Regions from separate parts of the Mus musculus genome. Here region 2 is linked to region 1. The links are chromatin contacts, called in public HiChIP or PLAC-seq maps. All regions are on one chromosome and are shown on one strand. The core of a region is the stretch at or near the end of the contact, and the rest is flanking DNA. Distances in the headings are between cores, read along the strand shown.

Region 1 (7,570 bases), core at 2,894-5,393:
CCAGTTACAGTGTCCTGGAACAAGAGCATTTTAGCATGCTGTGTTCATTGCAGAGCCAGAGTTCCTCAAATAACTTAGACTCAACACCTCTGGTTTGCAATAACACTTTATAATCCATACTTTTTACTGAATTGAAACGAGAAGAGGTATCTACATGACAATAAATAATGTTCCCATCATTTCCAAAATACACGTGTCTGAGAATGTCCGGGCCAGAGTCACTGAGACCACAGTGATAAACAGTAAGTGATGGACATCTTAAATATATCCCTTACTGCCACTTAGAGGGTAGATTCCACTGACAGAAAATAGGAAGGGAGGTTCAATGGAGCCATCTCTACTATAAGAGAAGAATGAGGCAGGGGGACCCACAACAGTACTTTCTTGCGAGTACTAACTTGGTGTGGATATTCATGCAGAGATATAATGACGGAGAGAGAGGCTAAGAGAATACAACAAACAGGAAAGGCTAATAGAAGTGCTTGATGCTGCTCACACCCAGACACTTCCACCTGCCTTGAAGTCATGTCTACCAAGTGGACCATCGTACCTTGCTGACGATGAAGAGGTCCTCCCGCTTCACAGCCTTCTCCTGGATCTTCTCTTGGATGGCTTCTCCCACCTCGCTCTCATTCTGATAGACATAGGCACAATCAATGTGGCGATACCCAGCATCAATGGCCACCTTCACAGCTTCCCTGACTTTAGCTGGGGGAGACTGAAAGGCAATAGGAAAGACGATTAGAAGCCATTCTTCTAAGTCCTACTCCAGCAGCGTCCACGTGGATCTGGGATCTATTTCAAATGGACACTGGGGTTGGGGGAAAACACACTTTGGAAAACTTTTTGTAAGAAAAGAGTAAATTATTTTATTTCATTAATTTTTGTGGTTAGCATATAATATAATCAGTTGGTTTCATTTATGGAACATGGCTTGCTGCCAAATCTAGGGCCTGAGTTCAAGTCCTAGAACCACGTGGGAGAGAACTGACTCTTGCAAATGATCCTTTCAAAGGCCACATGCACACCACGGCATAAAGGGCGCTTCAACACTTGTATGAACATGTTTGCATACACAAAAACGTACTAACAAATAAATGAAAAAAAGGTTAAGTCAGGCCTGGTTACCACCTTTACATGCTTTTAATCCTGGAGGCAGGTTGATGGCTGTGATTTTGAGAGCAGCCTGTTCTGCACAAGAATTCACACACTAGCCATGCTACATAGTGAGACCCTGCCTCAAAAACAAAACCTCAAAACTCACTGAGAGCCAAGCATACCAGTGCAAACCTGAATCACAGCACAAGGGAGGCAAAGACAGGGGGACAGAGAATTTGGGCCAGCCTGGAAGCTCAACTTCTCGGTGACATAGTTCACGCTTGTAATTGCAAGCATTTGGGAGGTAGAGTTATGAGGTCAGGAGCAGTTTCAGCTGCCTACTAAGTTCTATGTCTGTCAGAGTTATATATGCCTATCTCAGACAATAAATAAATAAATAAATAAATAAATAAATTTCTCACAAAGTCTAGAGATCCTTTATGTAGCTGTCAAATATCGGGACCTCATAAAATTGGGAAGCTTCTGTAAGGCAAAGGACACTGTCAATAGGACAAAATGACAACCAACAGATTGGGAAAAGATCTTTACCAATCCTACACCCAATAAAAGGCTAATATCCAACATATACAAAGAACTCAAGAAGTTAGACTCCAGAGAATCAAATAACCCTATAAAATGGGGTACAGAGCTAAACAAAGAATTCTCAACTGAGGAAACTCGAATGGCTGAGAAGCAGCTAAAGAAATGTTCAATATCCTTAGTCATCAGAGAAATGCAAATAAAACAACCCTGAGATTCCACCTCACACCAGTCAGAATGGCTAAGATCAAAAACTCAAGTGACAGCAGATGCTGGCGAGGATGTGGAGAAAGAGGAACACTCCTCCATTACTAGTGGGATTGCAAGCTGGTACAACCACTCTGGAAATCAGTCTGGTGGTTCCTCAGAAAATTGGACATAGTATTACCTGAGGACCCAGCTATACCACTTTGGGGCATATAGCCAGAAGATGTTCCAACATATAACAAGGACACATGCTCCACTATGTTCATAGCAGCCTTATTTATAATAGCCAGAAGCTGGAAAGAACCCAGATGTCATTCAACAGAGAATGTATACAAAAATGTGGTACATTTACACAATGGAGTACTACTCAGCTATAACAATGACTACATGAAATTCTTAAGCAAATGGATACAACTAGAAAATATCATCCTGAATGAGGTAACCTGATCACAAAAGAACACACATGGTATGCACTCACTGATAAGTGGATATTAACCCAAAAGCTTGGAATACCCAAGATACAATTCACAGACCACATGAAGCTCAAGAAGAAGGAAGACCAAAGTATGGATGCTTCAGTACTTCCTAGAAAGGGGAACAAAATACTCACAGGAGGAAATATGGAGGCAAAATGTGGAGCAGAGACTGAAGGAAAGGCCATCCAGAGACTACCCCACCTAGGAATCCATCCCACATACAGACACCAAATCCAGACACTATTGTGGATGCCAATGTGGATCCTAACAGGAGCCTTATATAGCTGTTTCCTGGGAGGCTCTGCCAGAGCTTGACAAATACAGAGGTGGATGCTTGCAGCCAACCATTGGACTGAGCACAGGGTCCCCAGTGGAGGAGTTCGAGAAAGGAGTGAAGGAGCTGAAGGAGTTTGCAACCCCATAGGAAGAACAACAATATCAACCAACCAGACACCCTAGACCTCCCAGGGACTAAACCACCAACCAAAGAGTACACATGGAGAGACTCATGGCTCCAGCCGCATATGTAGCAGAGGATGGCCTTGTCGGGCATCAATGGAAAGAGAAGCCCTTGGTCCTGTGAAAGCTTGATGCCCCAGTGTAGGGGAATTCGAGGGTGGGGAGGTGGGAGTAGGTGGGTAGGTGAGGGAAGAAGCAGGGGGAGGGGGGATGGGATAGGGGGATTCTGGAGGGGGGACCAGGAAAGGGGATAACATTTGAAATTTAAATAAAAAATAAATCTAATTTTTAAAAGATCATAAAACAGCAACAGCTGCGCCATCACTGGGACAAGGAATTGCTTCCAGCCACTCAGAGGCACTGAGGTCCAGGCTGAAAGCCCCGCCCCCCTGCACGCGCACTGCTGGCAGCACGGGCTACTCATCCTGAGCCCAACTCCTTTACAGTCTGCGTCTGCTGTTGAAATTCTGAAAGTTCATCTCTGTGAAGTTTTCCATGTGAGTTGATTCCCTGGAGATCTGCAAGTGATTAGTTATTGTTTTGATGGATGTGTAATTTCTGGCTTGGTCCAAAACCGTTTCACTAAGCATTGAGATGAGCCTCGGAGAAACTTGCCAGGTGAGTTGAACACAGCCAGGGTGGGACCTGAGCTGACTCTCGCTCAGTCTCTCTGCCACCCTGATCCTGCTCGGGCTTTAACATGTGGGAACTAGTGGGGTCTTTGGAAAGTGAACGTGCCTGGGCTGGGGTCTGAGACTGGGCTTTCACAGGCTCCCAGACTACTCTGAAGTAGGTAATGGGGTCCTTCAGCATGGGTAGCAAGGGCAGCTGGGTCATTTGGAGCTCAGCGTTCTCGTTCTAAATAATTCAACCAGAAATAAATACACAGCCAAAACTTGTAAACTGTGAAGTAATTCTGAGGAAAAGCTTGCGACGAGAATAACTGCCTGGAGATGATGGTTTGCTGTACTTTGTAAAAATCCAGGAACAGCTGGGATCCCGACACTTGTTAGGGAAGTTAGACGCCAGCTCTGAGGCCTGAAGCAGCACAAAAACTGAAAGCAACTTGGGTCAAGGCTGTAGAGTTCCAGCCTTACCCGACCCCAACCCCCACCCGGCAGGCAAATGCTATGCAAAGAGGAAGACGTGCCAAGACCTGTCCCCACTTGAAAAAAGCAGCTGCCCAAAAACTGCGCACTCACCTTCCAGGTGCCCAGGCCCACAATGGGCATCTTGGCTCCGGTAAGGAGCGTCACGAAGGCGGCCATGGTTGCTGCAGAAACGGTTCAAAGGGAACAGACGGGAGCCTTTGCCTAAATTAGGAGTCTGGCAACTGGTTCCGTGTCCTTGAGGAGACAGGCTCTTCTTCCTACTGGCTAGCAGCCACAGCCTGGGGGCGGGCACTGGCACAGGAAGTGCATTTCGGTTTTTCGTAGGGTTGACCAGCAGTAAACACTGCAGAATACTAAGTTTCCCTGCTGCAGAGTGCAAGGCTCCCGCAGCAGTGCCCGCACAGGTGTGTGGACAAAAATAACAGGCAGTGAAAGATGAATGCATAAGTTTATTTAAGGAAGGTCATTGCTTCGAGAGTGCACATACTCTAGGGGTCCAACAAGTTTTCAGCTAGGGAAAAAAAATTCAAGGCAAACAAGGAGGCATATAGCAATCATTCTGATATCGATTAGTACTGATAACCCACTACTGTCAGACTAGCCACATCAATTATTTCTGAAACCACTATTTCACTAGCTACAATATTGATAACAAGAGATATCGGTGGGAAATCAATTGACGGATGTCCTTGCAGAATTTTTTTTCAATTTTTATTATTTATTTACATTCCCGTCCCCCCTTTTGTCCCCCCTCCCAAAATTTTTCATCCCATTCCTCCTCCCCCTTGCCTCCGAGAGGGTGCCCCCGCAGACCTCCCCCTCCCCTGGGGCTTCAAGCCTCTCAAGGATTAGGCACATCTTCTCCAACTGAGGCCAGACCAAGCAGACCTCTGCTGTATTTTTGCCAGGGGCCTCCGACCAACCCGTGTATGCTCCTAGTTGGTGGCTCAGTCTCTGGGAGCTCCCTGGAATCCGGATAAACTGAGACTGCTGGTCTTCCTATGGGGTCACTCTTCCCTTCAGCTTCTTCAGTCCTTCCCCTAACTCAACCATAGGGGTCCCAGACCTCAGTCCAACGGTTGGGTGTATCCGCCTCTGTCTCTGTCAGCTGCTGGTAGGGCCTCTCAGAGGACAGTCATACAGGCTCCTGTCTGTAAGGACAACACAGCATCAGCAATAGTATCAGACCTTAGCGCCCTCCCATGAGATGGATCCCAAGTTGGGCCAGTCACTCTTTTTAATGTATGAATTTGAAAAGCAGTAATGTGAGGCTGGACCAAAGAAGAAAGAATCATAATCTCAACTTCCTTAACACAAAAGTAAACACAGAGTAACATTATGTGCGGTTATAGTAGCCTCTGTGTCAGGCGTGGCTGTGTGAGTGTGTAATTTCATCTGTGTTCACACAATTGCTGTAAGATCATGGGAGTAAATTGGTCTAGAAGTAGAGATTACCTATTAGTCATTTCGACATGATCTTTTACTACTAAAATTCTCCTTCTCCTCCTCCCTCCTCACCCCTCCCCCTTGCTCCCCACCCTCCTGTTCTTCCCTCATTCCTACTTCCCCCTCCCCTCCTCCTCCTCCTCCTCCTCCCCCCTCACCTGCTTCCCTCCTCCCCTCCCTTCTTTTCTTTCTTTTTGTTTTCAAAGATTTATTTATTTATTTTATGTATGTGAGTACACTGTACCTGTACAGATGGTTGTGAGCCTTCATGTAGTTGTTTGGAATTTAATTTTTGGGACCTCTACTTGCTCTGGTCAATTCTGCTCTCTCTGGTCAGCCCTGCTCGCTCTGGCCCAAAGATTTATTTATTATTATACATAAGTACACTGTAGCTGTCTTCAGAAATACCAGAAGAGGGTGTCAGATCTCATTACAGGTGGTTGCTGGGATTTGAACTCAGGACCTTTGGGAGAGCAGTCAGTGCTCTTACCCACTGAGCCATCTTTCCAGCCTCTTTTCTTTCAATAATAAAAAAGTTTCTTCATTCTTCTTTGCTTTTCTTTCAGATTTAATGACTTGACCATGCTGCCACTTGCTCCTCTCCACTCCCTCTCAACCCTGCCCCTGGATTCCTTCCAGACTTCATTAGGACATTCTATTAAGTCAGGTTTGGCTTCAGAAAGCAAGTTACTTCAACATAATACTGGATGACAAGTAGGTCCCAATGACAGGGGCTACTTTATGCTTCTCTGCCTCTCTGGCCTTTTCTCTGGCTTCTCACCTCTCAGCTTTCCCAGAGCATCTAGTGAGTAGGGGCTCAGATCATAAGCAAAGCCCTATCTCTTGTTTTCCGTGTCTGTCACGTGCCACTTGCTGCACTCAATGCTAGAATGCAGTCCCTGTCTTCCAGAAGTTTGTGTGGGAGCCAGATTGGGGTGCAGGAGTAAGTTCCAGGAACAGAGGATTGAGAAGGTATGTGTAGAACTTCTGATGTATGTGTGTGTGAGAGAGAGAGTCTACAGAATACATTGCATATATATATATTACAAAGTGTTGGAGTCCAAGATTCGCCTCATAAACCACATGAACACCGATCTCAGTCAGACAGGGATGGTTTATTGGACACATATCCTAAGAATGATCAATTGGGGCTGTAGTTCAGAGTTTGGAGGCTGAGTTACAACTCTGAACATCTTTCTCTGTCAGGTTATAAAGGCTAAAACCACAATGAGCTCATACACAGGTGCAGGAAGTGTTGCCTAGCGGTTGGCTCTGATTCAAGCCATTTTAGACATAACACTTCATATTGACCTTTAATTTGATGGGTCCTATGTAAAGCTTTGTGGAATTTCTTAAGACTAACAAAGCTCAGAACATATAGAACATAACAGGATATGTGATCAGCATGACCTTGCTCTGAGTCAAGTTATTTTTCTGTACCAAAGACTGGCAGGCAAATTACAGCAACAATATGAAATAGCTGACAGGCATGGAACAAAATGGCTGCAGCTATGCTGGGCTTGAGGGCAGGCCTCAACACAAAGGCTCTGGAGAGAGATGAAGAGAAGAGCTGTGTATTTTAAGACAGGAGACTCACACAAGAGTCATCCAGGCCAGAACTGGTTGGCCAGACCAAGTGGCCTGAAAGGCACCCTCATGGATGGCACTTCAGAGATTTACCTTTGTCTAATTTATACGTATCATCCTTAGAGTATTAATGACCTTGTGGAAAGTTACAATGAACAACTAAAACATTCAAGACACAGTCAAGCCTCTAGATTTTAAAAAAAACATCCACACAAAGAAGCCCTGCATCTTCTGCAGATGCCTGTGTTGGGGTTCAGCCAGCATAGAGAAAGTGAATGTGACTGTATTGGCTAGATTTTGTGTGTTAACTTGACACAAGCTGGAGTTATCACAGAGAAAGGAGCTTCAGGTAAAGAAATGCCTCCATGAGATCCAGCTGTAAGGCATTTTCTCAATTAGTGATCAAGAGTGGTCTCATCCCTGGGCTGGTGGTCCTGGGTTCTATAAGAAAGCAGGCTGAGCAAGCCAAGGAGGAAGCCAGTAAGCAGCACCCTCCATGGCCTCTGCATCAGCTCCTGCCTCCAAGTTCCTGCCCTGTGTGAGTTCCTGTCCTGACTTCCTTTGGTGATGAACAGCAATGTGAAAGTATAAACCGAATAAACCCTTTCCTCCCCAACTTGCTTCTTGGTCATAATGTTTTGTGCA
Region 2 (7,570 bases), core at 2,393-4,892, 110 kb before region 1:
CACTCACATCCACTGGACCCTCAGATACGGATTCAATCGGTCACCAATGGAAACTGTCGGGAAACAAATGCATCTGCACCAGTCGAAACCTTTTCCCCTTGCCACTCCCTGCATCAGAGTAGAGCACCGATTCCCACAGTTCGAGGCCACAGACAATCTGAGGAGTAGGAGGCAACGTGCATCAGCTATGTACAGACACCACCTGCTTCACACCGGGACTTGAACATCGACCTACAGATTTTTGTTAACTGCAGGGACGTCTGGAACCATCCTCTACAGTTACTTGTACAACTAACTACACACTAAAAACCACTCTCAGGGGCAGTTACATGTGGGTTTTAGCTCACTACAGCTGTTAACAAAAATACTAAGCAGATCCAAAAGGCCTGTTCAAGTCTCAAGGCTTTTAAGTCTATAAAAACTGAGCTGTCCTTGCAGTCAGCACTTAAACCCTGGTCTTCTGCATTGTTTACTGCTGTTTCTAACACTGAAGGTGAAAGAGAATGTTTTAATTTTTGCTCAGCTCTGGTAAAGGCTGCGTGCTAACTGGACATCAGTCCCAGTGTTCTCACAGGAAACAGGGAGGAGCAAGTCTGTCTGACTTAAAACAGCTAAGCCCAGGAAGCAGATGGCCAGGTCTAGAGGTCACCTGTGCGATCTCAGAAACATGTTCTAGGTTTGCATCAGGAAGCTGGAGTGCATCACAGGGGACTCAGTGGTTTGACTTCGATGCAACAGGAGCCAGCAGGCCAAGTCCTTGCCCAAGGTTTGCTTTTATTTAATGACTCATCCCTGTGTGAGTCCACTAAACAAAGGCCTCCAGACTATAGCATGCCACTAACAGAAAGAGAACTTAAAAAAAAAAAGTTTCCAATGAAGTTAACATTCTATTTTAATAATGCCTCAAGCTATTCACAGAGTAAACTAATTACTTACAAATTCTTAAAATGCTTAGACTGGTTACTAATCAGTCAATGAGACCTAAGCGGCTGACATTTTAAAATAGCAAATTAAGAAAACCACAGGGAAGCCATTGCTTGTTACTAAAAGTTGGCATATACTAAATGCTTCATCCTAGGAAAGCTAAGTAAACAGAACTTCCCCGCTGCACTGCCCCAAACCAAACCAGCAAAAGATGCTATGCATTATACTCTTAAAAATCCATCCACTGGGCCACCAAACAGAAGCTAAAATGTGTAGTCAGGTATCACACCTCCTGCCTAGCTCAGCTTTTGATTTATTGATTTGTTTATTTATTTATTTAAATCATTAGGACTCATGTAGCCCAGGCTAACCTTAGCCTCACTTCGTAGCTGAGGATGACACAGAATCTCCGATTCTCCTCTTTCCACCACCACCACCCCCCCCCCCGCCCCCCCGGGTGCTATGAGGACGCCTGCACCACCACACCCAGTTTTATGCAGCGCTGTTGATCAAAAGGCAGGGCTTCACACATTCTAGCAGAACACCACCCCAGTCTCCAGTTCACGTTTAACCAAGTCCAAGAGCGCCTTCTTGGAAATGGCACCAGGTTCTTTCTCTCTCTCTACCTTCTTTCCATCACAGTCCCTCTGAAGCCATCTCTTCACTTTACACCTGGTGTCTTCAGCGTTTAACTATGTGGCACAGGCTTGCCTTGAACTGGAAATTTTCTACCCCAGCCTCTGGAGGGCCGAGCCTACCATAGGCAAGCATCGGAATACCTAGAGCATCTTTAATTCTCCAGTCTCTATGCAGGAGCTTCTCGAAACCCACTGCAACCACTGGAAATGGTGGAAGCATTTCAGATAAGAAAGAACGAAAGTTTAGGAGAAAACCATGTGAGTAAATTGATACCCAAAATGGAAAACTTAAATAACTTATTTTCTACGTGCAGGAGTAGCTTCCGAAAGTCAATTTGCAGGCTGGGCGTGGTGGCGCACGCCTTTAATCCCAGCCCTCAGGAGGCAGACGCAGACGGATTTCTGAGTTTGAGGCCAGCCTGGTCTACAAAGTGAGTTCCAGGACAGCCAGGGCTATACAGAGAAACCCTGTCTCGGAAAACTGAAAAAAAAAAAAAAGAAGAAGAAGAAGAAGAAGAAGAAGAAAAAAAGAAAGTCAACCTGCCGGCACTCCCTCTAAGTCATGGTAACAAACTAGAACACAGGACACTGTACTTCAACCACAATGCCCCACCCAACACCTCTGGGAGAAGCACTTGAACAAATCCTGGCTTCTGCCAGAATGAGAACTCTGCTCTGTGACTCCAGCTCTCCGGGCAGTGCCTCACCATCCTTACAAGAATATAACTGGAATCTGTGCATCTGTGAGCAGTGCTTTCGAAGGTTGCCTGCTAGGAGGCACAAAACATGGAGCTATATGGTCCGTCAGATACATTAGGTATGTCACCACTGGATCCACCAAGAATGCACTTTTTACATGGGATTGCAGGTTATAAGGAATAAAGGTTAAAGATTCCCCAGCAACAGGCTTTTGCATGAGAGCACTCCAAGGAAGGTCATATCAGATGTGCATTTTTGGGTGACATTTCTGAAAGATCAGAAGGGGCACATAGGATCCACCATAGGCAGGACCTTGTGTGTCTCACTCATTCATGTGTACTCTAGCTCCTGGGCCAAAAGCAGGACTTGAATCACTGGGCCCTGGGCATACAGTTGAACTGAGTGAATTCTAACTTTCTTGGCTTTCAAGTCTAGTCTTTATTGTTGAAGCCTTGATTAAAGACTTTTCTCATTATGAACTGAGCAAGAAACGAGGTGTGGGAGGTGCATTTAAACAGTTCTTAGCCTGGAACAAAAAAGTTGTTTATACCTAGTGCTAATCAAGCAAACTGCACAAATCTGTTCTGTGTGTTCTTTGGCTTTTCTCTAAAATGCCTACAAATCTTTTAGCAGCAGGAAATGGGGAAAAGCAGCACTCAGGGACACAGGAGGAGTTGCTACAGGACGAAAGGAAAGCCCATATTTTAGGATTAAAAACAAAAAAGCAAAAACACCACCCAGCTTCAGTGAATCTGGTGGCAGCCAACTGTGAGACCCCCACCCACCCCTCTTTGTCCCCACTGGACCTATGGGACAACGACGCTGTGTATTCTTCTATTATCAGTAAGGGCTGAAAGAAGAGACTGTCCATTACAGGTGACCATACAAGTAAATTTAATTTTAGACTTCTAAATTTTTAGTTTCACATACATACAATTAAAAGATAGCCTGGGGAAACCAAAGAAAACAGGGTATTAAATTACCCTGTAACCTGATGGCAGGGTAATAGCTGCTGCTTTAAAATTAAGCAAGAGAGAGATGAATTCACCTTTCAGTTTTAGTTAACTTTTCATTCACTATAATTTACCAAATTTATTCACTTAAATCACTTATAATTTAAATAATGTATTCAAATAATTATAATTTAATTTGTTTAGTTAAATTACAGTTAAAATCTTACGCTATTTAAGAATAAAGGCTACTATAGATTTTGTAGGCTTGCATAAAAGCTAGCTCAGCTCTACCACTAAGCAATTATTTGTCTCCCAGGAAAGAGGGCTTGAACTCCATGATTCTGAAAATATCCTACTAAATGCCAAAGGTGACAAACACCTCAGCCGCCATTGGCAGCCAGCTCTAGCTGACCTTTCCTCTCATTTCTCTCATTTCACGTCACCTTGTGTCTGACTTGCTGTGTGTGCAGCTGTGTACACTTCTCCAGGGACAGAGTCCAAGTCTTATACAAATTTCTTGCCGCCACTCTTTATCCCTGTCTTGCATCTGCCTGATCCTGTGCTTAAACCAGACTAAACAATCTACTTCCTCTGGCAAGGTACAGACCACATCCAACACTCAGTTAGGTACTCGGCTTTTCCTTCAGTGTGGACCAGCAGGAAACAAACAGGAAGCAACTATGCCAACCACAAGAAAAAGAAACACACGCCTGTCTGGAACTGTGCACAACAGGTTGCTTTTAGCTCTCCCGCGGGCATTCAAAGTTCTCTTGCAGCGTTGTGAGAAGCACAACTGTCAGGGGCGAGATCGGCTTTAACCTGGACTTACTGACAAGATTGTAGGCAATTATTTATGGTTCTGAAAACCAGTGAAGCAGTCCCTGGGGGAATTTTCTTACTGTATAGTATCCCATGCCTTGTTTGTCTTCTGAAAATATTAAGCATTCTCAGATTACACGTAAATCGATCTCTAATAGAAATACGTTACTAGGCAGGTTACAGACCAGGCTCAGCAGACAGGGAGCCTGTCAGAGATGCTGCCACGAGGCTCCTAAAGTGGTGATCCTCGGGTAAGAATGTTAGCTAACTTCCAACCAGTAACATTGTCTTCAACTGTATTGCTCACACACATTGACTCCAAGAGGTCCATAACCTACTTCTAGCCTTACTAGATGATGTTAGAAGCACACAGATGGGTATGGGTGTGTGTGCGTGTGTGTGTGTGTGTGTGTGTGTGTACAAGTGGAAAGAGCAGATGAAAGCATAAGGCTATAGAATACAGTGACAAATAAGAGGTCATCAGTCTGGGATTGAAAAGCCATCAGAAGGCTTCACAACCTGTATAAGTAACACTGGCAAGGCTAACAAAATACACGGTCAGGCTAGGGTGCAGCTCAGTGGCAGGGCACTGGTCTGGAAGGTGTGAGCTCCTTGGGTCAATCCCCAGCACCATAAAAATAAAAATACACACAAACTCTTCCAGCATCTTCGGTGTAACATCTCATGAAGCAGAACTTTGAAGGGTGGCCCTGGCCTGCTGATGGCTTAGGCACTGAAGAGAGTCGGCACCACACAGCTCCAGAAGACTGAAAAGGCCGTAACAATGCCCACTCGAGTTTTCAAGACACAGGGAGGTGTGTTCATCTAATTCCACTGTGTGTATGTGGAGAGAGCAGATGGAAGCACATGGCTATAGAATACGGTGGCAAATAGGGGTCCTGGGATTGAATCCCACTCAGACGATCACTCTGTGGAACACAAACTAAGGTCCCGATTAAGGGCACTTCACTTACTGACTACACTGAATGAAGCCGGTCTCTTCTGAGGCACCATTTTCACTACATTAACACTAAAGCACCTGCCAGCCAGCTCCGTTAAGCTTCGTCTATAAAGGTGTAGGCACCTGCAGTGACGATGCCCAAGAGCCTAGCATCCCCTGACCCCGAGTCGCCTTGCAGACATGCAGCCTGCCTCTGCCACTCAGCTCTGCTTGGACCTTGTAGCTTGGTTCGCTCCCACGTGCCACATGCGTGGGCCGAGGCGGTACGCAGCATTCTCTGCTGAGGTTTCTTCACCTAGCATGCTGTGACGGATTCATCCACGGTACTGGGGTGTGAAAAAGCTTGCTTGTTTTAACTAAAGCTTCTGTCAAGCCTCCTGATCAGTGATTGATCCCATGAAATAAAGAAATAGGATTTGGAGACAGTAAACAACAGAGTAAAACCCAATATTGAGCTACTGCTCTCCAGAGAGCTAAAGGCCACACTCAGGTTTCTACATGAAACAAGATATCTGTGCAAAATGTCTAGGACTATGCTTGGCAGGAAGCATGAGCTCCACAAACAGCCTCTTTGTACAGCTGTGCCAGGGAGTGCCACTCACAGGCCACAGTGTTACAATGGCGGCAATAACGAAAGACTCATTTCCCCCAGGGAGTGCCATTCGCGGGCCACAGTGTTACAGTGGCGGTAATAATTAAAGACTCATTTCCTTGTATTAAGTTACCTTTTTAAAAACTGGTCGACCTGCTAGGGATGCTCTTGACTCCGCTGCTTACACTGTAATGTTCTGAAGAAAGAATAAGCAAGGAAAAGAGCCATTCTTCAGGGGGAAAACTTAAAATGAAAAAACTCCTGCTTGCAATCCTGCTTAGAAGCCAAGTAAATTGGTCTTGGGGCAGAGTTGACAATTCTGACCGAAGGCTGTGGTCATCATGGCCAAGCCATCCGGGGCCTTCCTGGATTTTTTTTACACCACCCTGGGTCCTGTCTTCTAAGCACAGCCAGGATCTGACTGCAGTAATGCCGCAGTACCAAATACACGAGAAGTTTAAAAAGCATCCTAAAGTCAACACTTGCACAGCTGACATACACAGACATTGCCCCTGTAGACAGGAGGGCAGGTGAATGTTGTGAGCATATTAAAGAACAATATTATAATTCCTTAACTGGAGTCACCACTATCCCCACCTCTGAGTTAGTTCTCAAACAGTTAAAGTAGTTTTATAATTGGTAATGTGTGGTTTAAGGACAACACAGGGAAAGTTCCCCAGGTCCTTAAAAACCCCTATTTTATGGGGGACACTTTTATATAAATATGTATTCCTACAGAAAGCATGGGTTAGAATCAGATGTATCTACAACAAGAATTTTTACCTTTTTTTTTTTTTAATCAATGTAAGTTTGGCAACTTTTGTGAATACAGGAAGTATGCATTGCAAAGACTGTTAATTTTAATGAATTCTGGTTAGTCATTAAGTCTAAAGACAACCATACAGTAAAGTGACTTTGTCATTTACTGGCTGATCTGTGGTAACTCTAGAAGTAAAAGGTAATAGTAATTACATCAAGATAATTTGTATCCATCAGAAATGGGTCTTGTGAGGCAGACAACTATAGAATGTACACTAGCAATGTGGTAAATTTTCACAATAAACATACACATTGTAAGCTCTGATGCCTCTGAGAGAGGTGAGGTGTCCTCCCACCCCCTACCAAGTGGAAGAAAGTCATTCTTTTTTTTTTTTTGGAGAAAGGGTAGCTTCTAAAGCCAATGGGATATTTTATCAAATAGCACAGAAAACCCTATAAACTTAGCCTTCTCAAGATTCCACATACAAGACCACAGGCCTAAGGGTGGTGCTCCTATGTTGGTGAGTGAGTACATCTATAACAAATTTTAAAATGCTGAAATCTCATCAAATTAATAGAGATGATATAGAAGAAACACTGTCTATCCTTCAGGACACCATTTCTTCAGATTCTGGGAAGATACCCTTTAATTCTTCCTCGTGTGTTCAAAACCAAGGCTGCAATGAAGCTTGGTAACGCTACACCCCAGAGCCGTTATGCATTTGGATCGGAATTAATTTTGTTATTGTTGTACCCTCAGAAACCTTCCCGTGCTCCCAGACTTTCCACAGCCTCACCTTGTTACAGGGTCCTATGTCAGGATTCAATTGCGTATGGGTTTCTGACCCACACTTAAGAAGCTGTGCCAACACTTGGGCTTTAGACGAGCAGAGACAAGTGTTTTGAGCATTCCCAAAACAATAGGTAAGTACTCTATGAAATAAACCAACCTATTTCGCATACATAACTTCCTCATGTTAGGTAGGCAGTCCACAACCAGGAGAAGGCATGGTAACATCAAAGAACTTCATGAATCTAACAGTGGTTCCAACAGGGGCTACTCCAGGAAAAAAAAAAGTGTGGGGGGGGGGGATGTGCAAGAGCCAAAGCCAAACGCTCCCTTTACACTTTCCTCTGCTGCTGCCTGGTTACAGACTGATGTCTGTCTGTCTGCATCTTGTGCGCATTCCTCCCCTAGTGGAAAATCTCCCTCTCCCTTGCACCA

The links. HiChIP or PLAC-seq counts read pairs in DNA pulled down with a chosen protein or histone mark.
Region 2: a contact with region 1 is called in an HNF4G HiChIP or PLAC-seq map of pancreatic cancer cells. The contact joins the enhancer-like site here to the promoter of Akr1b10 in region 1. A contact is called at or near these places in 2 of 39 promoter capture datasets (the HPC-7 cell line and hippocampal neurons), 3 of 115 datasets of contacts at active chromatin or transcription factors (effector CD8 T cells, memory CD8 T cells and pancreatic cancer cells) and 1 of 9 other capture datasets (pancreatic islet).

What each region holds. Positions count from the first base shown.
Region 1 is chr6:34,380,820-34,388,389 of GRCm38.p6, reverse strand. Akr1b10 (aldo-keto reductase family 1, member B10 (aldose reductase)) reads right to left here and starts at 4,143. Exons shown (of 10, transcript NM_172398.3): 1 at 3,983-4,143; 2 at 551-718. The coding sequence starts at 4,048.
Region 2 is chr6:34,491,548-34,499,117 of GRCm38.p6, reverse strand. The region is part of intron 2 of Bpgm (2,3-bisphosphoglycerate mutase); the gene reads right to left. Among named protein-coding and RNA genes, the nearest start is that of Gm52898, 16 kb to the left of the region's middle. Within about 2 kb of position 3,642, at least 68 of the 459 cell types and tissues checked have an H3K27ac peak or open chromatin away from gene starts, as enhancers often do. A contact at or near this core is called in the HPC-7 cell line, effector CD8 T cells, memory CD8 T cells and 1 more, where this site is marked.